Regions from separate parts of the Rattus norvegicus genome. Here region 1 is linked to region 2. Evidence: chromatin contacts called from public Hi-C data. All regions are on one chromosome and are shown on one strand. Each heading gives the region's core, a stretch centred on a gene start, on an enhancer-like site or on the middle of the called end of the contact. The rest is flanking DNA. Distances are from core to core; before and after follow the strand shown.

The links. A called contact is a pair of places that touch in the nucleus more often than the background predicts.
Region 1: a Hi-C map of the A7r5 cell line shows a contact between it and region 2, with 4 times the contacts expected there. The contact joins two enhancer-like sites. A contact is called at or near these places in 4 of 12 Hi-C or Micro-C datasets (the A7r5 cell line, the Rat2 cell line, Schwann cells and 1 more).

Annotation. Positions count from the first base shown.
Region 1 is chr11:28,953,919-28,960,270 of GRCr8, reverse strand. No RefSeq gene overlaps it. Among named protein-coding and RNA genes, the nearest start is that of Usp25, 130 kb to the left of the region's middle. Within about 2 kb of position 4,165, at least 3 of the 93 cell types and tissues checked have an H3K27ac peak or open chromatin away from gene starts, as enhancers often do.
Region 2 is chr11:28,878,541-28,884,840 of GRCr8, reverse strand. No RefSeq gene overlaps it. Among named protein-coding and RNA genes, the nearest start is that of Usp25, 210 kb to the left of the region's middle. Within about 2 kb of position 2,545, at least 2 of the 93 cell types and tissues checked have an H3K27ac peak or open chromatin away from gene starts, as enhancers often do.

The DNA of each region.
Region 1 (6,352 bases), core at 2,916-5,415, 74 kb before region 2:
TTTCAATATGTTTCTAGATGGCCAAAGAAGTATGACTCAGGGCGAACCTCGGACTTCTTCACCTAATCTTTTCCTTTCCTGGATCCACCTGTCTTTTCTATTTGCCTATTTGTGTATATCCAATTTAAAATATTTTATAACAAGTTGTTCTTTTATAGCTATTTCCTCTGGAACCGGGAAAGAGGCTTATAATATTTAGGAAGTTCAGCAAACATATAAGTCTCAGGAAGTTCAGGAAACATACAAGATTCACAGTTCCCTGCCCAAGATTATACTGTCGATGGACAATTAATTAACTGTATTTAGAGGTCACAGCATAGGAAGGCTGCAAACTGCTCTAAGCCAAGCCCATATAATGTACATCCATGATAAGCACTTAAAAATTTTGTTAAAGAATTGATATTATAAGTGGTAGTGATAGTAGTGATCTCATAGCATTATGAGCTGCCTCTAGTGTTTATAACACTATAGTCTTTTCCAGGATCTCATCTATCACACTGACTCTGCAGACTTTTGAATGTTTGGGGTATGGTACACTATTGTTCATGTAATTCAGGCATATTGGATAGACAAAGAAGCATCACCCATCAGATTGACTAATAATATAGCTCAAGTATGGGTATTTATAAAGAGTATCAAGCCAAGCACTTGTCCTTCTTTCTCTTACTTACTCCTAAACGAATACAGGTACAGATACAGGAGAGGAAAATATCCCCATCTACCCTAGGATCATCAGCTGTGTTATGAAAAGTAAGCCAGAAATATGAATGAACATGTTTGTGTCTTTCCACAAGCTCAGAATTTACTGAATGATAATGAATTCATGAAGTTCAGTGGTGTAATGATAGCAATTTGTCATAAAAAACTGCCTATCTTGGAAGTATGAGCAAGGTACCAACTTAATTATTAATATTAAATATTATATCATATATCATACAACACACAGGACATATTCTATTTATCTCTAAATCTGTGTGTGTGTGTGTGTGTGTGTGTGTGTGTGTGTGTGTGTGTGTGTGTGTGTGTTTAGAATGAATAAAAGTTAAAGAGGCTTCAGTAGAGTTCAAGGGATTTCAGAAGTGGACTAAGAGTTTGTGATAAGATGAGAAACAGACCAGTGCCAGGAGTGAGATGTTGCAGCTGCTGGAGTCAGGGTTTGAGGACAAAGCTGTCCTAGCTGAGACAGACTGAAGAAGGCCCAAGAACTGGACACAGCAGACTCAAGTCCAGGTCCAGATGAGTGAACCAGCTGGGAGATGGACTAGGCTGTGTCAGCAGGTCAGGTTTGAGCTAAGCTGAAGCTATAGGGATATTTGGAAAATCCTCTGATTCTTGGTCTCCCCCCCCCCCCACCACACACACACACACACACACACTAGGTGTCAGATGATAATTAAATGTGGGGACAATGCCATCAGTGTTAGGTGTCTATCACTTTCTGTTTTTTCCTTGATCTAGCATGTCTGATAATTTTTTGGGCCTGGTTTCTCTGATATAATTTTAATATACCTGTGTACTCCCACAGTTTTACTTCATCCTAATAAACTTGCGGGGTACCTCCTTTTCTATTCACAGGGAAAAGTCATTTAGCAGTCTGTGCTAGATGGGTGGTACCTGAGAGACACTATAGGTATAGGTTCCACCAACGCTCACTCTGTAGTTCTTACTTTCCCTTAAAATGGAGACAAGAGCTTCTTGTAAAATGTAGTCTCCTAGGGTAAAGCCAAGCTTTTAATGAAAAGATATTCTTGTCTGCAGTCTGAACTGAGTTCAAGTAGCTTGATCTCAGCAGTTGTCCATCTCATAAATTAGACCAGCCACGGCCAGAGTTGGAGTTGTAGCATGTCTGGTGGCTTGTGCGCCTGGTGTTCAGGAATCCCTGGGCTTGCTCCCAAGAGCTACAAAAAGGGGATGTGGTATCCCATTCAAAATCATCTTCAGCCACACAGCAAGCTAGAACTAGAATGGGATACATGAGTTCCTATCTGAAACCAGAAACAAGACACAAACCAATGCCAGAGTCATAAGAAAAAAAAACTAAACTAAAAGTTTATTTATTTTAAACATTTACTTAATGTATGTAATGGGTGTCTGAGTGACTGTATGTATACCACACATGTGGATGTGCAGAGTGTGTCACAACCACTGCAGCTATAGATGTATTTGAGCTTTGAGGAACTGGACCAGGGTTCTTCGGAAGGGCAGTAAATATTCCTCACCAGTGAGCCCTCAGAGCAGAAGTTTATTTTGGTGTTAGCCCATGTATTACATGTGCATGCAGGAGTGATCACAGATGCAAAACTCAAAGGGTTAAATGGGTCAGTAGAATTTAGGCTTTTAGGGTGGGAGAAAAATATGGGAAAATAGCCAGGAAAGGTATGGAAAACAAAGGACATAGATGCTTTAGTTCACTTTTTTATGCAGATTCAAGTCAGCACAATCTCCGTGGCTCAGAGTTGTTAAAAGTTTTTCTCTTCCTAAGATGAGAGAGAAAGAGAGGGAGAGAGAGAGAAGGAGAGAGGGAGAGGGAGAGGGAGAGGGAGAGGGAGAGGGAGAGGGAGAGGGAGAGGGAGAGAGAGAGAGAGAGAGAGAGAGAGAGAGAGAGAGAGAGAGAGATCTGTAGCCCAAACAGACTTTAAACTTGGGATCCTCCTGTCTCAGTGCTCAGATTATAGGCCTGTGTCTCTAGGTTTGGTTAGGGAAGGAGAATGGTGGCTTCCTTAGTAAAAAAAAATAACAAACAAACAAACCCCAGAAATTCCAATGTTTTTGGAGGAGAAAACTTGTTCTTTGATGTAGAGGGTTCCTGCTTCTATTGTTTGTCAGTGATTTTGTTTTTTGTTTGTTTATTTCCTCAAAATAATCCTTACGCCAAAGTGACACTTTCTGGGTAGAGTGCTCATGAATTGGAGAGGCGTGACAGTTCCAGAATGACATAATACATGGTGGTAGGGGAACATTCCGTCCTGTAGACTGCCCAGGGACCCATAGTTTGAAGTGGAACATGGCCATTGTGTGGCCCACTTGTATTGAAAGGCAGTATGTGTTGCAACACTTTGATTCCCAAAATGATTCATCACCACAGCATCGGAACAATGCTCTTTAAGCAGTGACTGTGGTTCTTAGATAAGTGATTATTTTCATTCATTCCATTTGGTTCCTCTTTTCTTCAGGGCACTTGGATTGGCTCTGTTGCCTCACAAAGGCCCTGAGAATGTAGGCACATTTTATTTTCTACTTTGGATTGTCACTTTGGGCACTAACCATAGGATTCAGGCCTCTCACCTCATCCTTAAAGCCTTCCATCTGGCCACGGTGTTGAAAGCATGCGCTTAGGTTTAACTGAGCAAGACTCCAAAAATAAACACAGTAGTTTCTTTGGAAAAGTGTCTACAGTGGGGTTACGAGGCAAATTGTTACTGGAATATAGGCAGACTTTTATTTATCCAATTAAATCTCTGGCATCGCTTTTTAAAAATATGGATAATTGCAGGTTGCTAGTATTCTCCCTCTAATTGGTTTTGACTATGCACAATGATTTTTTGATCTCTCCAGCTGCTTCATTAGAATTAAAGAGAGAAAAATGACCCCATGATCTTCCTCTCTCCTCTCTCCATCTAACAAATAAAAAGAAAAGGAAAAAAGGAAAAAAGCAGGAAACCAGAAATGCAAATGCATTTTCTTGACACTCTCTCTCTCTCTCTCTCTCTCTCTCTCTCTCTCTCTCTCTCTCTCTCTCTCTCTCTCTAAACATAATGCTAAATGGCTCTGTCTTAGCTACTTCCAGTTAGGATTATGCAAAGGAAATCTCCATGCGGATCTGACAGTTGTAGGCGAGGCACAGGTGGGGCCCAAAAGCAGTGTGGATAGGTGAGAAATGATCTGAGAGAACAAGGAGGAGGAAACTGTAATAAATCATTAATGATAATCAGGGAGATCTTGATAAGTCAGTGGTTCACATCTGTAAGTCTCCAAGGCTTCATCAAATCCCCTGACTGCCGCCAGCATTGGAATGAGAAGTCTTGGATGCGTGCCATCATGTCATAGTTCCCTGTGTCTTTTACTGCTGCACATCATTTCTTGCTCCTCCCAGATCATCAACTCTCATAGCTCTTAGAAATTAAAAGGCTCCCTCTACTGACTCTTCTCTTCTGAGGGCTACACAACAGATCTTACTGCAGCCACTAGAGGACTCTCTCTTCTTTGGAAAAGGCAATATGTATCTCTGATAAGTCATAATAAAGTATGAGCCTGGAATGACAAAGGAAAGAGTGAAGCAGACTATAAAATTAACTAGTGTGATTTTCTAAGGCATGCCCATGTCTGTGGATTGGACTTGGCTCCTGTGGTGACTGAGATGCCTAAGGTCATGGAACAGACAGATACAAATGGCCGTTGTGGCATTAAAAGCACTTTGAACTACATACTCTTGTGGTCTTCAATGGCAATTCAAAAGGCGAAGGCTACAGGCTACAGGAAAGACAGTGAAGGTCAAGAAGGCTGGTGGCTACAAGCCTCTAGTGACCTGAACCCTTATTCTTTTTTGAAGAACTTAATATCTGGCCATTTCATTCCTTTAGCAGATTAAAATAGATGGAATGATGCAGTCGTGTATATTAAGTAATTAACATGAGTTAAATGATGGCATGTATACAAGTATGCATACAGCTACATTCAGATTTATGGTATCTAACAGACTTCTGAAGGAATTGAAGTCACCTTACCCCTAAAATGGACACCCTTAAAATGTATACACCTGTGTTCTTCTCTTTTGTTTGTTTGTTTTGTTGCAGTGTCTCCCTATTTAACACTGGCTATCCTGTTATGTAGTCCAGGCTGGCCTTGAATTTACAGAGATCTATCTACCTGTCTCTTCTTTCCCAGTTCTGGGATTAAAGCCATGTTCTAATGTTCAAATTGTGTACTTCTTAGTGGGGGGAATCGATGAAGAAGTAGATATAGGAGAGGAGCATGGTAGGAAGAAGAGCATGAGTTTAAAGAGAATGGACAGGGGGATGGTACTGGTTCTCTTCACTCATCCCCTTTCTTGGGTCCTGGCATTTTCAAAGACAAGTATTGTTTTTCATGCTGGCTATAGGAAGTGGGCCTCACACAGAAGTATCCTACTTCCTGTTTTGGGGGAAAGTAAAAAACTCTTTACCAAGTTTTGTGTCCTATCTTGGGGAAAAGGCAAGCAAAGGTCTTGCGTGGATCCTTGTGGCTTCTACTGTTTATCAAATATTTTAAGGATAACATATACACCAGCTAAAATATCTACTTCTTAAGTGGTGACAGTGAAAAGCTAAACTCAGACAATGGTATATGTGCTCACAAACACGTATGCACATAATATGTGTATGGGCTATGTAAATACATACACAACCATTCGTTTCTCAAATGTTGCAGAGTAGACATCTTTAATCTTATTATTCATTCTTTGATCATGCACCCCAATCCCAGTCATCTCCCTGCCCCTCTGCCTGCCTTTGTAATCTCCCAAACAAAACAAACAAAACTCACAAAATTATCTTGTCATGAATCTGCAGTGTGTCACAGTTTGTCACACAGTATACCCTTTGGACCAGACAGCTTTAGTTGTAAATGTTCATTGCAGTGAGTCACTGTTCTGGTTCTGGGCCTCTGGCCTCTGCTACATACTTAATGCTGGATCCTCACTGGGACTCCTCTCTGATATCCTGTTGTTGCCCTGTGTCATCGAGATCCTGAAGCTTTAGATCTGCAGGATCTGCCCCCTCACTTGCTCCAGTAGTTCATAGATGGGGTAGGTGTTGGGTTGAGCTGACTCATAACCCTGGATCTGGGCTTGGGTGCCAGTTGAGTTGGTCACCACCAGTGCCAGCTCTCTGACTTTGCCCAGGTGAGTGGCTAGCACAGCCCTCCTGCCTGTAACAGCTGGCAAGGGGCAGACCAATTACCCCATGCTTATGCCTTTCGGGCCAGCTTTCCCACATTTACACCATCAGAGCAAGGTTTCCAGCACTGGCCCTTCCGGTTCTCCCAAGTGCTACAACCAGCAAGGAATGGGGGACTGTTCTCTCACTCTCCAGCTCTGGCCCTCAGGATTAGCTCAGCCTCACCCACTTCCTCAGTGTCAGCTCTGCTGTGCTGCCCAGGCAAGGTAAGGTCCTGCTCTGTCATGTCCTCAGGGCTAGCTCTCCCAAGCTGCTCACTTGAGGGATGAGGCCAGCTCTCATACCCTTGGCAATGCATGGCTATGGAGGAGTGACATTTTTGTTCTCTATGTGTGCATGAAGACTCATATTTGGAGAAGTGAAGTCATATAAACTTTTGAAAATCAGAACCCAGGGAAGTTCAGAGAAAAATGTAACAA
Region 2 (6,300 bases), core at 1,296-3,795:
TGATGGCCAACCTTTTTCCCTTAATTAATAAAAAATATTTCATGGGCTCTCTCTCTAGGTTTGCCAGTTGCTGCCTCACTATGATAAATAACTAATCAGAGTTCTGACCAATACTTTAATTGCAATTTTCTATATAGTATTTGTGCTTTTGCTTAGTCTCTCATGAGTTAGAAGAAGATAAATTCAGATTCCTTTTCAATACATCACCAATAACATTTACAATAGAAATGCATTATATCTATTACTCATCAATACTTAACAGAGAAAATAGTTTCCCCATTCATGTTGATAAGAAAGTTTAAATTAAGATATTAACCATCAAACCCCACCCTAAAAGTGCATTCAGAATTAATATTCATATGAAGAAGATCAATCAAAGAAAATATCTGTAGAATTTATTATTGTCTTTAGTATCAATCTGCTTTCATGAGGGACATTTCTGTTTGTCAATTGTATTTTCATACCACACACCTTTTCTTTCCATTAACTGTATAATGACAAAATTAAATTCTTCCTCAGTGCTAATGTAATTCATTTTCATTTATTGTCAATATGCTTTAACACATACTAGTAGTAAATAATGATTGAAATAAAACTTGGGGAACAGAGTGGAATGATATGATCCCCAAAGGCGATAAAGACACAAGAGGGGATAAAATGTGTGGTGTCGAGAGGATGTCCAGAGATCACACATTTTCCTTTGGGAGCAGAGTAGAAGGAGTTAGAGTCTATTTGGCTCAGGACGTTAGGACATTGACGTCTTTAGGTAGAAGATTAATGAGGGTGTGAAATGGAAGGGAGGACAGCTCTAGGCTTCCTTATTGAGCCCTCACAATGTGATGAACTTGCTAGTCAGGCTTTATAGGCATTAACTCTTGTATTCTTACAGCACCTACTCAGGCAGATACTAATGATATTCCCACTATAGTAAGTCCTGTAGCCTGTAAATGGCAGGATCGGGATTCTATCCTGGCCATTGAACTAACCTATCCATAATTCTGTCCAGTATGCTCTGATAACTTTATACCTCTAAACAAAATAAGTTAATAGCTTTCAAAGACCATTCCTCAAAATTTCATATTATTTGGGTTGAATATTATCATCTAAAGTTATTGTTTTCATCTAAGTTGAAAACAATCGGAATTTTGTTTTCATAGAGGTTTTGGCTGACACGTAACATAACCTGGGCTATTTAACAATATTAGAAGTAGGCTAGAGGGCTGGCTCATCAGTTAGGAATACTTGCTGCTTTTACACAGGACACAGTTTCCTTCCCAGCACCTATTTGGAAGCTGGCAGTCTTTGGTCCCAAGGAATCCACCACCTTCTTTCGTACTCTAGAGACACCAGAGGTATATGTGACACACTTAGGTACATGCACGCAAAGTATTCAGCATTTGTTAAGATTCATAGCTGGTATTTATAATTTTAAGTATAAAAACTTTTCTTGCAGTTTTATTTCGCAATTATACATACACACATACATACATGCACATGCACAGATGTGCAGTCCACACACATAAATATGTATATAATATTCCCCATTGAGTCCTCTTACAAAAAGAATTCATTTTCTCCTTTCTGGATGAAATGTGTGAAATGTGTAATTTCTTTTTCTGTTCTTGAACATGAAGACAGATAAATTGGAGACCTTGTTGTAAACTAAATGTTTTCCTTGTCACTTGGTGAGGGAATGTAGACTGGACCATCTAAAGCCATTATATCGAAGCTAGGACACTGTTTCCATGTTTCATGCCTGGAGTGAAATAAAACATTTTTAATCACATTTTAATGGCTTTAGTCTTGTCCTAATAAATAAAACATGTGAATTTTCATTCCTAAAATAATTTCTAATAGTCTTATTTTGGAAACATGGTTAAGATGGATCAATGGGTCACAGTGAAGAGCGCTCTGAGTTTGGGGATATTTGGCAAATTTGGGAGACCTTTCTGTGGCACAGTTGGAAGATGTGCTACTAGCATTTGGTTGAGGCAAGAGATTTAATGAAACACGTTTAGTGAGGAAGGTGATCTTCTAAATGAAACCATTACCTAGTCCTAAATGTTAATGTTAGTTTGGCTAAGAAACACAGATCTACATGACACGCTAATAGAATTAACAAGATAAAGTGACTACAGAGAATATCGATACAAATTAAGGTAAGAACATACTTCTAAAATACATTTTCAGAACATCAAATGTCAAAGGAAAAAAAGACTTACCTTTTAAGATGTCCAAGTTAAATTCAAGTGCTGTAGAGCTGAGGAGTGGCCTCACTGACACATACCTACACATGAAAGCCACGGACTTGGCCTTGTGTCTAGAGAGGTCTTTTAGCAGAGATAAAGAAGTCAAGGGTCTTGGGAGGAGATCAACATGAATCATCCAAACTGTCCCTAAGTTCAATGGTAGAAATTATACTTAGAAAATAAGAGAGGCCATGAGAAGCCAGAGGAAGAAATTGGAGTTGTGAAGTCACAAGCCAAGGAACATGGAGAGCCACCAAGAGTTGAGCCCTGCAAGGAAAGATTCTCCATGAGAGTCTATAGCTGGAACACATTGCTGTCTGCACACTGATTGACATGCTGGCCTCAGAACCATGAACGAACGGATGGTGTTCTATTATCTGCAGACACCAGTTTGCAGTCTATTGTTATAAAAGTCCTAGGAAACTAATAATCCACTGGAGTTGTCTGATTAAAAAAATTAAAAAGAAAAAACAAAAAAAAAGAAAGAAAAGAAATCTTCGGGGACTGAGTTCTGGAATAGCTGAAAAGAACAGAGTGGACCTGTCTGACTGATTGTCTCTGCCAATAGAGGGAGCCAAAAGGACCGCCGGGCCAAATCAGTCTCCTGGGGAGCCCTCTACTGGACATTGCGTTCAGCCAGCCTGAACTGGCTGAGGGTGATAAGCCTTATATAGACAAGAACCCTAAAGCCAAAACCAGAACTGAAATACACTCAGAAGGTCAGTGTCAGGAAGGGGACGTTCGCTAGGACATTTGTTCCAAGGCTGTCTTCTCACCCAGAGGGGGATGATCATAGTAGGGAATTGAGCACACCAAGACACATATAATCCCATTATGTCAGAACTCCCAAAGCATTACTCTTTCCTTGTGGCTCATTGTTCAGAACACCAGAAACTTGAATCTGCTTGCAAAGTCTGCTAAAACCAAGACTCACTGGCTCAGCAAATATCTATTGGGCTTACCGTTACAGAATGTCCATCAGACCACTACAGGGGTTACTTTACCTCAGGAGCTTATGAAAAGAACAAATGGATTTGTTGATAGTGATTGCCTCAAAGATGGGTTGTCAGAGTTCTGGAGAGTTTAGTGTAATTTCTTGAACATGATAAATGATATATAGACACTGTCATTAGGACCTGACTCTCTTGGAGTGACAACTTGATGATTACCTCTAAGAAGTATGTCAGAAGTAGTGATATTTTATAAAATGTATTCTTTGTCCTAACAACTCTATTCTGGCATGGATCCTTTAAAAAGTCCTCACTAGAGTTGGAGAGCTGGCTCAGCAGGTAAGAGCAGAGGTCTTGCAGACGACCTTGATTTAATTCATTACACTCACAAAATGGCTAACAAATACCTGTAATTCCAATTCAAAGGACTCTGACTACTTTTGTGGGTACTGCATGCACATGATACACAGGCACACATGCCAGCAAATACATGATACACAGGCACACATGCAAGCAAACTCTTGCACCCATAAAACAAACAAAAAACGCTTCATTACTAATCAAGCCTTCTGTTTGCATGCACTCATTCTAAATATCATTCTAAGTATGCATAGTTTTCCTTCATTTTTATGCTCAATTTGTTCTCTTCATCATTTCTTTTCCTTTTTTTTCACAAATCTACTTTTACTTATTTACTCTCTATTAGTTAAAATCCGGGATGGGTACAGTGTCACATGGATCCTGTATCCAATGACCTTTCCAGGAAGGTTGCTTCAGAATTAGGCATGAACCATACCACTGTTTCCATGGGCCCGAGTTACTTTTCCCCAGATCACTCTGGTTTGGTTTGGTTTGCTTCCAGGAGTCACTGTATTGTTTTTTGTTTGTTTGTTTTTGTTTTTGTTTTTTTTGTTTGTTTGGTTTTTGTTTTTTTGTTTGTTTTTTGTTTGTTTTGTTTTGTTTTGTGCACATAAGCACATCTCCTACCTAGGAAGAACTCAGTTTCATCTCAGGCATAATCGCCTTCAATTTTAAGAAGAGCTGTGTGCTCTCTTTGGTTCTGGAGACCTCTCTTGTAGCCAGAAAAAATGGCCTTGCACCACAGCCTTCCAGACATACTTGCTTTTTTTCAGAAGTCCTGTTCGCCAGGCCTCCAAAGGCAGCAAGATGGCTTCTTCATAATTTCTTAAGAGTTCTGAGTGAGGAGTGAGGATAGGAGATACTCAGAACTACACATACTTTGTGTAGTAGCATTAGGGTTAACATTCTCGGCTCTAAAGTAGTGTAGAAAGGGTGCTTGCTTTAAATTCCTTGTGTTACGCGTGAGTTAGACCACACTCAAGCAATGAATATCAAATGGACTCCTTTCACTTCTGCAGAACTTAGGTACCATGAAATTTCTGACTCAAAAACACTGTGCTTTGAGCAGAGACCTGCTGGCCTTTGCAAGGGTATTTGTGATTTGAACAGAACCATCACCACTTAGTCTGTTTCTTGCTAAGGAGTTTTGGTAGGATAAAAAAAAAGCCCATAGTAGTTGAGGGTTACATAGAAACTCTCATATAAAGAAAATTTATTAGTATTCTTGATATCTTCCGTGACACAAGAAATTATATTGTGTTTAATTGTATTGTATTGCATTCTGATTGTATTTAAGTCTCATTGTACTGAAAGAAACATACACCTGGTAATTCTGGCCAAGAGCCCATGGTTAGAAAGTTTACCCACCACTGGGATAAAATTTTTGCTAGGTGAACATAGCATCAAACTGCCATCTGAATTTTGATCTCAGTATCCATAGATTAGCGCTGCTATCATATATTAGCAGAGAAGATTCTTCGTGTAGTGGGTAGCAGTGAACCCAGAAGCTCATAGCTGGTCAGAGTGTCTGTGGAGGGCTCATCTACAAATGTGACATCTATCACACTCTCGATGACCATTGAGGAAGATAAGGTGGAAGACTGTAATAGGCAGAAGGCTTAGAACAGAACAGCATCTTCTAGGTATGACAGGACCACTACACTCATGAACTCATCGGAGATACGGTTCCCCATACAAGACCTGCACAAAATCAATCCTGGTATGAATCAGGGAAGGCACCACGAGCCCCCCTCACTGCTGACTCATTATTAAGAGTTGATGACTGCTGGAGTAGTGACAGTTTTATTTAAGGGTGTGGCCCTTGGTAGGTTAAACCTGCTTCACTAAATGGTCCCACACCACACCCATGAATATATTGGTTAAATAAATCCCACTACCTAAGAAAAGAGAACACAAGAAAATAAGATGGGTGAGGGAAATGGAACTAAGAGAAGTTAGAAGGGAGGGATCATGGTAAATACAATCGAAATACAGTATATGTAGATATGACATTCTCAAAGGTTTAATGAAATATATTTAATTGAATAATTAAAACCCTCCTCCGATCTTCTGTGAAGTTATTTGCTTTAGAGCTTCCTTATGCCTTACAGTCAAGCACCTGAGGTTTGCTGTTCATGGGATGCTTTGCATTGTTTGCAAAATTTGTGCCCATGTATTTAAATTATCTGGGAATTAATGCTTTATCTCCCACTTTTCGCTTCTTTTCCTGCTGCCTACATTGGACTGAGTCTATTTTATTGTATTTCATGCCTATCCTTATCACTGCATTAACTCCAGGGGGTGGAGAGGGAAGAGAACTAAGAGATGACTTGGGTAACTTACCTCCAATTTAACATTATACCCGTTGAAAGGGAACTAAATGCCCTGGCTAACGCAGACAGCCATCTCTGGATGAATTTAGCCCGTGGTTCCAGTACTTGACTCTAGTGAAAAATGCCCTAATGTGCAGTTTAGTTTTGGAAAGCTGCCTCTTGGGGTTAAGGGACTCTCCTGGCAGGCCCTAGTGCATTTTGTGGGCAAGCTGGGGAAACTGCTTCCCGGTAATACAATGGTGGGAAATCAACGCTCTTGTCCCACTTCAAGAATTCCTTCCAAGTCTCTAAAATGTGCTTCAAACTCATTTGCAGGACAAAAATAATAGATGCTGAATCACAGTGTTCTGGTCAGACAATTCGGCTTGATGTCTGCTGTGCGGTAATTCATACTTCTGTTTACAAAGC